Regions from separate parts of the Mus musculus genome. Here region 1 is linked to region 2. Evidence: chromatin contacts called from public promoter capture Hi-C data. All regions are on one chromosome and are shown on one strand. The core of a region is the stretch at or near the end of the contact, and the rest is flanking DNA. Distances in the headings are between cores, read along the strand shown. Region 1 holds the start of Zfp385c (zinc finger protein 385C). Region 2 holds the start of Ikzf3 (IKAROS family zinc finger 3).

The links. Promoter capture Hi-C pulls out the DNA fragments that hold promoters and counts their contacts.
Region 1: a promoter capture Hi-C map of liver shows a contact between it and region 2, with 4 times the contacts expected there. The contact joins the promoter of Zfp385c here to the promoter of Ikzf3 in region 2.

Annotation. Positions count from the first base shown.
Region 1 is chr11:100,689,247-100,695,297 of GRCm38.p6, reverse strand. It overlaps Zfp385c (zinc finger protein 385C), which reads left to right and starts at 2,832. Exons shown (of 9, transcript NM_001373887.1): 1 at 2,832-2,897. It overlaps Gm38483 (a long non-coding RNA gene), which reads right to left. Exons shown (of 5, transcript XR_880214.3): 2 at 5,141-6,051; 3 at 4,488-5,046; 4 at 4,237-4,359. It overlaps Dhx58 (DEXH (Asp-Glu-X-His) box polypeptide 58), which reads left to right. Exons shown (of 13, transcript NM_030150.2): 13 at 1-414. The coding sequence ends at 141.
Region 2 is chr11:98,541,721-98,547,760 of GRCm38.p6, reverse strand. Ikzf3 (IKAROS family zinc finger 3) reads left to right here and starts at 1,730. Exons shown (of 8, transcript NM_011771.1): 1 at 1,730-2,017. The coding sequence starts at 2,011.

The DNA.
Region 1 (6,051 bases), core at 1,583-4,082, 2.1 Mb before region 2:
CTCAAAATCGGAAGCATACTACTGGAAACACCTCGAGGGAAGATCCAGGCCAAAAAGTGGTCCCGGGTGCCTTTCTCCATACCAGTCTTCGATATCCTGCAGGACTGCACACAAAGCCTGTCTGAGCTCTCCCTGGACTGACCCCCTTGTGACTGCAGTACCTAGGTCAAACTGCAGGGGGCAGGAGAGTCCAGCAAGCCATCCTCCTTCCCCTGGCTAGCACTCTGGTCAGGGTACCCCTTTATTCTGCTGCAGAGATCTTAAACACATTGGATGGAGTTGGAAGATGAACGCAGGAGAATTATTATGCCATGATGTTCTAAGAACTACAACATCCCTCCCTTGCCCAAGCACCTTGTAGGTTTTGTTTTTGTTTTTGAGGCTCTTCATAAATTAAAGGTGTAGTAGAGAATATGTAACGGTTTTTATTTTGAAGTGTAATTGATGGAAAATAAGCTTCATTAGTGTGCCATGCCTCCTCCTAGTCAAGAGATGAACGCACCCTCGCAGATGTCTTTGTTTCCACTGTAAGGCCTATCTTCTACCCCTCTTTGCACACTTACCTGCTTGAGTAAATTTTAATGTTAAAATATTACCCTTTGGACTAGCTGAGTTGTCAGAGCTCAGCCTACAGTGTACAAAGCCCAGGGTTTGATGTCCAGAACTGCATAAAGCCAGCATGGCGAGTGCCTACCTGGATTCTAAACACTGGAGGGGTAGAGACAGGAGGATGCTCTGATGAGATCGTTCACTGGGTAAAGTATTGCCTACAGGCCTGACTGACTGAGTTCAATCCCCCAGGACCAACTTGGGGGAAGGTGAGGGCCACCAACTTGTTTCTCTGACCTCCTCCCATGCATCCTAGTGCAGTCATAAATACTCCAGCACACACACACACACACACACACACACACACAAACACACACACACACTCCGGCACACACATGCACACACAATGAATAATAACTGTAGCTAAGATAAGTTTAAAGCCATCCTTGGCTACATTGTATGTTTGAGGTCCGCCTGGGGTTGTCTCAAAAAAAAAAAAAAAAAAAAGAAAGAAAGAAAAAAGAAAAGAAAGGAAGGAAGGAAGAAAAAAGAAAGAAAAAAGAAATGAAAGGAAAAATGTCTTCTGTGTCTGCCAAGTTCTCATGTAGATCACCAGCAGGATAAATCTGAGGTGCCCAAGACAGGGTTCACAGGCCGAGAACACACCCATCACAGAAGCGGCTCTGGGTTTCATTCCTAGATCTAAAAAGCTTCAATTTGAGGCTCTTTAAGAATGTAAAGTCCTTGTCTCCTTGCCACCCTGTGACAGGTTCTAACTCTTCAACCCCCCCCCTTGTCCCCCCTTCTCACTTGAGAAAAAGCATCCGAGAGCCAGTATTGGAGGGCTGGAGTCAGGTAGGCATGGAGCAGGGAGAATCAGAGAGGCCTAATTTTTTTTTGTTCTGATTTTAATAGAGGCAAGATCTAGGTTGATTCTTCAGGGAAAGGGCTATTTCTGTAGTAAGAGGCCCAGCAGGCACAAGCCACCTTTGGGGGGGGGGAGGGATGGAAGGGTTAGGGCAGATTCCACAGAAGGATGACAGTTCTTCCTGTTATCCAACCTGTATCTCTTCTGCTTCATTCTTGCCCTGCCTCAAAGTGCATAGAAAAGAATTGATTCTCTCTTCTCCCAGTCTTTTCTGGCTAAAGCTAAAAATTCACAGCCACTCTTTTGGGCAGCCATCTTAACTAGGGTAACTCTTTCTCAGAGTGTCCTTGGTCCCTTCAGGAGTCATCCCCCCCCAACCACCAGCCAGGAACGTGCCTTTTACAGGTCAATAAAATTAGCGACTGATGGAGGAGGGGGCGGGGGCAGAGTGCTAAGCTCAGTGGCCTTGAATGTGGCTGGACTCACGGAGTCTGGACGCCTGTCATTCCAGTGCTAAACAGTGACAGCTGAGGGACCTGCCAGGGGGGTTTGGGGTTTGGAGGAGGGCCCTGTGTTGCCAGGAGAGAGGAAAAAGATGGATGCCTAATGTCTCTCTAATCACTGGGTCTTTATATTGCTGACCTTTAGGCAGGAGTTAGGGAGGGGGTGGGGTAAGGGTGTCTCCACCCATCTTCAATTTTGTGAGACCCTCAGACTGAGGGGAGGGAGACTCAGGCAAATCTGTTCTTGTTGCTGCTTTGGGCTGGGGGGTGGGGGGTCTTCTGGCGGAGCCAGGCTTGTGAACATCTGGACCAGGCTGTCAGATAGAATTGTATAAGGTCAGGAGGACTCAGGTTTTCTAACCCTCCGAGAGTCAAGTGTAGGTTCGTTGCCAGTGCTCCTGGCACTTAGGAAGCTGAAGAAAAACTGGTGCTAGTTGAATTCAAATGTGGCCTGAGTGCAGCCTTCCTAGCCTTGGGAAAAACAAATGAGGAGGAAGAGGCAGTGGGGGAGGAGAAACATGACAATGATGATGACAAAAGGAAGGAAGGAAGGGAGAAAGAAAGAAAAAGAAGGGAGGAAAGAGAGAGCCCACACATACGTGAGCAAGCATGATTGGTGGTACATGCATGTATGTAATCCTAGCATTTAGAGGGTGGAGGCTAGAGGACCAAGAGCTCAAGGTAGTCCTGGGCTACATAAGACCCTATTTCAAATGAGACGGGGAGAGAAGGGAAAGGAAGAGATAAAAGAAAAGAAACCGGAACTCCCAGTGGCCCTGTTTCTCTGCTCTATACTCAACAACCTCAAAATGCTTACCGACTCCTCACCTTCAGGACTGGGGTGGGACTGGAGACCCCGCCCCTCCCAGCTCGTCCCCGCCCCCAGCCCGCCAGCCCCGGCCCGCGAGCCCAGAGCTTTTGCGCTGCAAACCAGGCGAGAGCAGGTGGCCACCGCCGGCTGCATCTCTTTCCTGCAGGTAAGACACTCTGAGGATCTCGAGGTCAGCTCGGAAAGACAAGGCAGAGCCTTCTGTCTCCTGCCCGTCTCAAACCTAGGGGACACCCAGAGACAACTAGGCTCGGTAGGCGGGTGCGATAAAACTCTAAGGAAGTTGGAGGGAGCCGCTGGCTCTACGGGATAATGCCAGAGTCCAAGGGCTGCGGAAAGCAGCAACGGGCAGCAGACACTACAATGTTCCGAAGGGCAGCAGGTGAACTTCGTCACCCCAAGTACCCTTTGTGTGTCCCAGGGCAATATATTCGCAGTTCGGAGTAATGGAGTGAACCGAAGGGTTTCTGTTCTGGGAGCAAGTGAGTGACAGCTGTTGCCTATCAGCGTGGGACTTGGGTTTTCTGGTGTCCCTGGGTCATCTGCATCATTTGCACTTGGCTATAGATGGCGAGAGGAGGTGGGGAATGAGGAAATGCCAGAATCCAGAGGGCCCAGGATCAGCAGGTCCATCCTGCCTAGTGTCTTAGAGTCAGACCCTGAGAATGAAGGCAGGCCTGGGATGACTGTGCCCTCTTATGTGGGATTTGGGCTTTAGGATGAGACTCTGCCTCCCAGAACTCCAGGGAGGGTTTTCTGGGAGACCTGATCTGAGATAACTCAGCTGTGATGCCAAGATTCCTGAGTCAGAAAAGAGAGGCAATTTGGGACCTTGTGAGCCACTTAAGTAAAGACCCCCGGGGTGTGGAACAGAGGGAGGGAGGGTGCTACCTAGTCCCAGTCAAGACTCCAGGAACCTTCCAGAGATCATCCCCAACCTTTGGACAGACTGAAGAGACGATTAGGGCAGGGGATTTTTTTCATGTTTTTCATGACTGTCTAGATCCAGCATTCCACGATCTCCTCCCACACACACCATCATTGTCAGGAAATTCTTCCTCGTGTATTATGTTCAAGTGTGTGTGTGTGTGTGTGTGTGTGTGTGTGTGTGTGTGTTATGTTCAAGTGTGTGTGTGTGTGTGTGTGTGAGAGAGAGAGAGAGAGAGAGAGAGAGAGAGAGAGATCTACATGCCATGGCATGTGGGTGGAGGTTGGAGGACAACTTGCTAGAGACAACTCTCGAGGTCCACCATGTATATGGATACTGGGGAATTGAACTCAGATCCTCAGGCCTGGCAGCAAGCGTCTTTATCGAAGCCATCTCATTGGCCCTTGCTCATTTCCTACCATCCTTTCTGCTTCTGGGATAGCTTCTTGCTGGGAGGCAGTGAGCTGTAGGGCAAGAGACCTTGGGGTGGGTTAGCACTGAGTCCTCGACCTCTGTCCTTGCTTCCTTACTTGAAAATGGGGTTAAGGTTAGGACCCACCTCATAGGGTAGCTGCAGGGATTTAATGAGAATTCGCAGAAGAGCATCTAGCCCGGTCTCTGGCGCCTGGTGATGGCTCAACAGGTCTAAGTGTCCCCTCCTGGGTAGGACAGCAAAGCCGATCTGCAGGGGGTGGAGGTGGGGTGGAAAATTTTTAAAGCTTGTCCAGAAAGGGAAATGCCCTTCACTCCTCCCCTGCCAGCCCCGGTCCCCTGCTGGTTCCCATCTCTGTGCTGTCCAGAACCCCTCACCTTCTCCTGGCTGTGTCGGACTTACATCTGCTGGGCGAGGCAGGATCCGGGGAGCGGCAGGGGCCCACTTGGGGCTGTGCCTAGATGGAACAAGCTCTGGCTTGGATACCCAACTCGACAAAAAATTCCCTGTGGGCGTTACCTCCCTGCCTTCCCCGCCTCCAGAAATCCACAAATTGGGATCAAACTAGGCTGGATTTTTCCAGGATGACAAATAATCCTGCCTGAAGATTGTGGGAGCTGCCCTCCAGTGGAGGGAGGGAAAGCTTCAAGCCCTGGCTCTAGTTCTGGTGGCCACCAAAGCCTGCCAATCCATGAGTACCCTTAAAATCTAGGCAAGGGAAGCAGGGCACAGGCCCTAGGCTGGGTACTTTCAAGCGTTCTGCTCTGGCTGCTTTCCATCAAGTGTAGAGTCAACCAGGCTAAGCATCAGGTCCACTCTCTCATGGCTGGAGATACAGTTCAGTCGCTAGAATGCTTGCTTAGTGTGCTGTTTTACAGGCTGGAAGCAGGCCGAGGTCCGGTGTCCAGTGGTCGGTCCTTGCAGTGCAGACATGACCTGGCCATAGGAATGTAGCAAGGGCAGGGGTGGCTGAACCCGGAGAATGGAGCCATCTCTCTACACTGTTATTCTGCTGTGAAACTCACCTCACCGGAAGCAGAGAAATCTGATTGTCAGCCTGCTCTCCCAGGTTGTCACGAAGGCATAATTGTCAAGGCAGGAGGCTAGAAAATGATTTATTGAACATGGGACTGGGGTTGTAGCTCAGTTGGTAGAGTGCTTACCAAGCATGCCCAAGGCCGCCAGCACCGCACACAACCAAGTGTGGTATATGGCAGACCGTGCCTATAATCCCAGAGCTTGGGAGGTGGAGTCAGGGGCATCGTAAGTTCTTCCTGTGTTATATAAAGTTTGAGGCTAGCCTGGGATACATGCGACCTTATTGGACATTTCATTAACCAGATCTTATAAAATATATATTATTGTTATTTTTTCATTACTGGGGGTTTAACCCAGGATTTTGTCTGTGCTAGGCCAGTGGTCTGTAGCTGAGTCATATCCCAGAGGGTTTTGTTTTGTTTGTTTTGGGGAGCCAAAGTTTGACAAAGTTACTCAGGCTGGCCTTAAACGTGAGGCAATCCTCCTGCCTCAGTTTCTCATGCAACTGGGATCAGAGGCCCATGCCACCATACCATTAAAACTTTAAGATATTGAGACTTATTTCTGTGGCCTCCTAGTGGTTCTTTTGTTTTGTACCCCACTTGGGTGACAGGGGACCTGGCTAGACAAGTCTGTGACCATAAGTGCCATTTGGTGAACTCCCTCCCTATACATCTCTCCCCTGTTAGAGTGCTCATAAACCTGGGCTTGGGCCACATATGTCTAGACAAGGAAGGAGTTTCAAGGTGAAATGAAAATTGTCAGTTGTCACCAATAAGCAGTCCCGTCCCCCACCCACCCCCCACCCCCGGGCCTCCTGACCTCATTCTCTAACTCAAAATTAGGACATTTTTTTTAATGTCCTGTGATACTTGAGTGGGAGGGAAAGTCGAGGGGAGCTTG
Region 2 (6,040 bases), core at 481-2,980:
AAAGAGGAGAGATTTATGCTCCACCCACTTGAGGGTAGAATTGCTACACAAATGGTTGTACGGCTCTGCTTTTTATTTGTCTCTTCAGGTATCTGGAGAGACTGGAATAAGCAGCAAACAGCATGGTAACAGTTTGCTGTTCTGTATAGAGAACATTGTAACAGAAACCCCCAAGTTTCTCTCTGTCTTTTAAATAACCAATTAACTATTCATCCTTCTCATCCCTGTGAAAGTGTACAGTTCCTCTTCTGCTACTTTTGACGTTGCTATTTTTGCTTTTAGAAACTAACAAACAACAAATTTCCCCTTTTCAGTACTAAAATTAAACCTTAGTGTTTATTAAACCTTAGAATGTCTCCGAGCTCCATATTGTCCTGCAGAACTCATGTCAGTGGAGATGCTGCTATGGTTCTGTGATCTCAGAGACAATGTGAGCCACTCGTGTTATATATGCATATGTACACAAACATGGAATATAGAGTTCACAGACTGCCTATATACCAAGGCACTAGTTAATGTGAGCTCGGGTTCATGTTTTCAGTGTGCTTGCTTAGCTCAGAAGTATGATTTTCTTCAGATACAGATAGATGGCTGATGTACAGTTCTCAACCTTTCCTCTCAAATGTGTGTGTGTGTGTGTGTGCGCGCGCACGTGCACACATCTGTCGGTCTTTTTGAAGACAGGGTCTCTCTATTATAAAGCCCTGGCTGTCCTGGAACTCAATGTGCAGATCAGGAAGGCTTCAAGCTCATGGGGATCTCCTTGCCTCTTGCCTTCCCAGTGATGGGATCAAAGGTGTTGCACCCCCATACCTGGCTTCAAATATATTTGTGTAACTAACAAGATGATGAAAGTGGGACCATTCCTTCCACCCTGTTGGCATCGTTAGAAATGCCCCTCTGAGCCCCATCTCTTAGGACTTCAGCGTGATGAACCGCTGAGCTTTGAAAAACTGTTCTGCCTTCAGTTCCTCTCCCCCCTCCCTCCTGTCAAATGCTTTCCTCTCTAAAGTGTAGATGATGGGAAAGGATGTTGATTGGCACGCCTCTGTGAACCAACACCTTCCCTTGACTTAGTCCCTCTACCCCACATAGCTTCACTCTGTATTCTTCTGACACACCATACGTGGGTTTTTGTAAAGTGTCCTATTTAGAGGAAAGAAGATTCGTAGGAAATGAACACACATATGTACTGCTGTCTTTTTTTTTCTTTCTCTCTCTTTTTCTTTTTTCAGCGCTGGCAAACCAACCAGTTCTCAGAAAGGACAGCAAAATGAGAGAATTGTTCCCTCAAGTTAAAAAGTTGGAGAGCCGTAAATGCCAACGCACTTTTGAACTATCTATAAATCTGAACCAAAGACTTTTTAAAGTTTGTTTTCTGAGAAATGGCTCATACTGTAATGTGGGGCTGGCCTGCAACTGATGGCAATCCTCCTGCCTCAGCCTCTCAAGTGCTGGGATCATAGTGGCGGGCCACTCCAACTGGAGTGAAAAACCAAAGGGCGACGGGGGTTGGGGGGAGACCGCCATAAATAACTCAATGAAGTGAGTTCTCACTGACAGTTCTCAAGACCGTCATCCCTGAGTCTAGATAAAAAGTTCCAGGTCCTTCCGTGTCAGGCAAATCTGGAAGTTGGGCTTACGCACACCGCTCGGCTCTCCTTGCGACAGCGCCCTCATCCCCGGTGTTTCTCAAGTAGACGTCCCGAGACGGTCGCTGAGGCACTGTTTCCACGCGATCAGGGTTCCTCAGGCTTGACATTCAAAAGTGGGTGCGGAACCCGCGGCACTCGGAGCGTGCTTTAAAGCGGCCGCCAGCCAGCGCCGCTCTAACCTCGCGCCCCGGCTGCCGGCGGCTCCCGCCCTGCATCTGCGCCGACGCGACCGAGCGATCCCGGGGCCTCCCTGCGCCCGGAATCTCCCGCCAGCCGCGCGGGTCCCCACGGCAGCAGCACGTGGAGCGGCCGCGGAGCCTGAGCGACAGCTGCAGCCCGCGCGGCCCGCGGCGACATGGAAGGTGAGCTCGGCGCCGCTGCGCTGGGGGCTTTGAGCAGCCGGAGCGGCGCGCGCTCAGAGGCTCGGCTGGCTTCCTTCTGAATCTCGGTTTTGCTTCTATTTATTTCTTTTAATTTAAATGCGTGTCCGTTCTCAGACACCCCCTCCCCCAACTTGGGAAAGTGCTAAGTTCTCTTCAGTTTTATTTCTTGGGGGTTGTGAGACGGGGGCATATGTATGGGTCACCTTAAATCTGCAAAGGACAAACAGTCTTGGGTGTCCCTAAGTTTGGCACCAAACCTGGGACGGAATAATCTCCCCCTCCCCCGGGTTGGGGGTGGGGGGGACGCTCCGCGGTCTCAGTCTCCATAGGAATTAGTTTAATCTTAGTTACTTGAGTCTACTTTTCTGTAATGTGACTTTTCTGTGAATACTGTCTTAGTGGCTAAGGGCATATTTGAAAATGATTAGCAATTGTAGTTAGTTAGCTTGGAAATCAAATGAACTTAAAAAAAAAAACAAAAAACAAAACCAAAGGGGGGAAAAAACCCGAAACAAAAATAAGGCTCACGTTAAGGGTTTCATTTGAATTCATTTCGGAAGTTATAGCTTTGCTTCTCAGAAGCCTCGCAGTATGAACTTCCTTAAGATAAGTGCAATTTCACATTTTCAACAAGTGTTTCTAAAACTCTGAAGATGGAAGATGTGGCTCAACTTTGGGGGAGGAGAGGTGGCCCTGAGAAAATCAGAAGTTGAGCGCTGCATTCGTTTAAAGGAGAGAGATACTGACGCTTACCTAATTGAAGTGTTGGTCTGTAAATATTATGAATATCACAGTTACTTTCTTCATGATGGTTGAAGAATCTCTTTTAACACATGAACCTTGATCTTTTGGCATCTTTATTTAGTTCTAGTGTATGTGAAGCTATGAAATATGATTAACAAGTTTGGAACACAGTTAAATATGATAAAGCTTTGTTTCACAATGCAATTGAGTGGAACACAGCCCTTAATTCTCAGCTTGTGCATGGTATGCTGGTAAATGTGGCTTCTTCTTCTTCTTCTTTTTCTTCTTCTTTTTCTTCTTCTTCTTCTTCTTCTTCTTCTTCTTCTTCTTCTTCTTCTTCTTCTTCTTCTTCTTCTCCTTCTCCTTCTCCTCCTCCTCCTCCTCCTCCTCCTCCTCCTCCTCCTCTTCCTCCTCCTCCTCCTTCTCCTTCTTTTCTTCTTCTTCCTGCTTTGACTAATGTAAACATATTTTTTTCTCTCAGTAAAATGGCAAGTGGTAATGCAAAGCTTTTAAATGTCCGCTGTTGAATGATGCTTCAAACATTTTCTCGTGAAAAAAAAAAAAAAAACCTGTATACTTCTAATGTTTTAGTGTCAAAGTTTAAAAAATAACTTCAAATTGTTTTGACACTTAAATAATGATCTATGAAATGTAATATTTTACATGTAAAAGTTTCCTCATCCAAGAACAGAGGGGTGGGGGGGTTGGCATGGTGTATACTATAGGAAACTTTATTTTAAAACGAGCTCCCATGCTTTAATTATTACAAATAATCTCTTTTCCTGAAGTTGCTGGCCAGTTCTCCAATACCATGTCCTAGTTTTAACCGTGTCGTTTATTAGGAATAATGTAAACCCACAACTGGAGTATTTTTGTGCAAATGCTATTAGCTGATTAGTTATTCAAGATGCAATACAGACACTAAGCTAAATAGCTTACTTTAGGACATGGGTCTACTTACCAGGCTCTTCAGTAGGACCCATAAAGACTTCCTGAAGGAAAAGACAATGAAAACTTGTATAGTTCAGCATTTGTAGACTATACGTGAGACAAGAATGTATAGAATATAGGTTAATTATTTAAAGAAGTTATGAGTGTGGATGGCTAGATTAAATAGATACAAAGAGATAGATATCATATGGTATATTTAATACACAAATTCAGTCTTTAAATAAAAGCAAACTAAAAAAGGTTAATATGTGAGTTTGGTCATTTTAATGTTAGGTCCTTGAGGTTAGAATAGTTGATGTAGTAAAATAACTAAAAATAATCTAGACTAATTAGAATAATCTGGCTAATTTTGATTGTTTATTGAGACAATGCAGGGTTAGCCTTGAACTCACTATAGCCCAGGCTGACCTTGAGCTCATGGCAATCCTCCTGCTTTAGCTTCCTGAGTGATGAGATTATAGGACTCACAGCATCTTGTTGACTCATGTTTTTGATATTTAAAATAAGATACTTTGTACTATTTTGATATTTGCTGTTAGAGAGATTTGACTTGTATCATAGCGCTCTGTCTTACTGATATAAGAATGTATGTCATAAAAATGTCTGACTTAAAAATGCATTATATATATCTTCTCATGTCAGATGCCTTTGTTTCTGCCTAATATGCCACAGTTATTGTGAACTGCAAGAGCACACAGTTATTCCTTCATTCCTATCACCTTTTCACCCATTTATCTTTGCAATCATCAACAGACTTGGGGGGGCATTCTCTGTGTGGAGATGTCAGATGAAATAAGCCTTTAAAATAGAGACCTTAGGCTCTATCTATAAGGCTGTATCTTTTCATTAAAATGTAATCTTTCATGTAAAACTGAAGAGCTTACCAAATTAAAACTGATAGCATTTGTCTCCCCACAGTCAGGGACCTGGGGTATTTGTACCCAAGGCTAGGGACCACCGATGCTGCATGGCTCTGTGGCACTACGTCCGTCCATACTACCACAAGCAGCGGTTTTATCCGGAGTGGCTCAGAGAACAGGCGATTCACAAGGCTGACTTTCCCATGGGTTTCTTGCTTGTCCTAAAGTCTTCACGTTAACCATATGCAAAGATTTTTTTTAAGGTGTATCTCTTTTACATAAATTGTTTATTGTATTTCATATGTATTCATCTTTCTCCTGCATGTACGTATATGTAACACATGCCTGTCCGGTGCCCACAGTGCTCATGGAGGGCAGACGAGGGTGTAGAGTCCCGTGGGACTGGAGTTAGAGGTTGTGTACCACCACGAGCATGCTTGGAACAGAACTAGAGTCTCCTGTAATGACAGCTGTGTTCTTAACTGCTGAGGTATCTCTCCCATCCCAAATGTGTATATATTTTGTACAGCTTCCTGCTTTTTAAACAAGGTGCATATCAGGACATGATCTCAGTGCTTCCGGGTCATCCTATAGACTACGGGGAACCTGTTCTAGCTTTCATTCCCATGGGATATTTACAACAGCACAGAACTGGATGCCCCTGCATTAAATAGTTCTTTATTATGCTATCTTTTTTTTTTAAAAGATGTTGACTTCTGTTGTTTAGTTCAGTTTGTGGAATTTATGGTAGTCATTTTCTTTTTCCAGTTTTGAGTCCTTTTCCGTGTTCTAGATGTCAGGGATTAGCAGAGACTTAGCTTCTAGGTGGTGCTTTCTTGCTTCATAATATGAGTGTGTAGAGGTTTAAAATATCAAAGTTGAGCAACCACAGCCATAGAAGTGTCATGGGTTCTGGTAGGATGTGATGTTCTTTCTATAACTTAATAGTGTGTTTCACACTTCCACGTCTTTCCTAACAACCTGGCCCCCCACCCCCAACTACTCAGGTCTCAAGGCTCTGCTCAAGCATCATCACCAAGGACACTCTACTGATAACCTTTGATGATGTCTCTCTACTGCCTTCTGGTTCTCACCCCTAACCAGTGCCACACTCCCCTCCAGTTTTACCAAAGCCTTCTCCTTTCTGTAGGTACTTCTACTATGGTATATGAAAATGGTGGGTTGCTTTATCCTTCCTATGGGCTTCATGCTTTGCTGTTGTTGAAAGAGGGTCTCATGGTGTAACTTAAACTAGCCTCAAATACGTGATCCTCCTGCTTCAGCCTCTTGGGGTCTGGGATTGCAGGTGGCTACCACACTCCATGAGCGACTATTTTTAATAACTTATTTGTTTATTTTTGTGCTTGTGGGAGTGTTTTGTGCATGTGTGTAAACCTGTGTGTGCATGTATATGGAGGCCAGAGGTTGGTGGCAGGTGTCCCCCCCC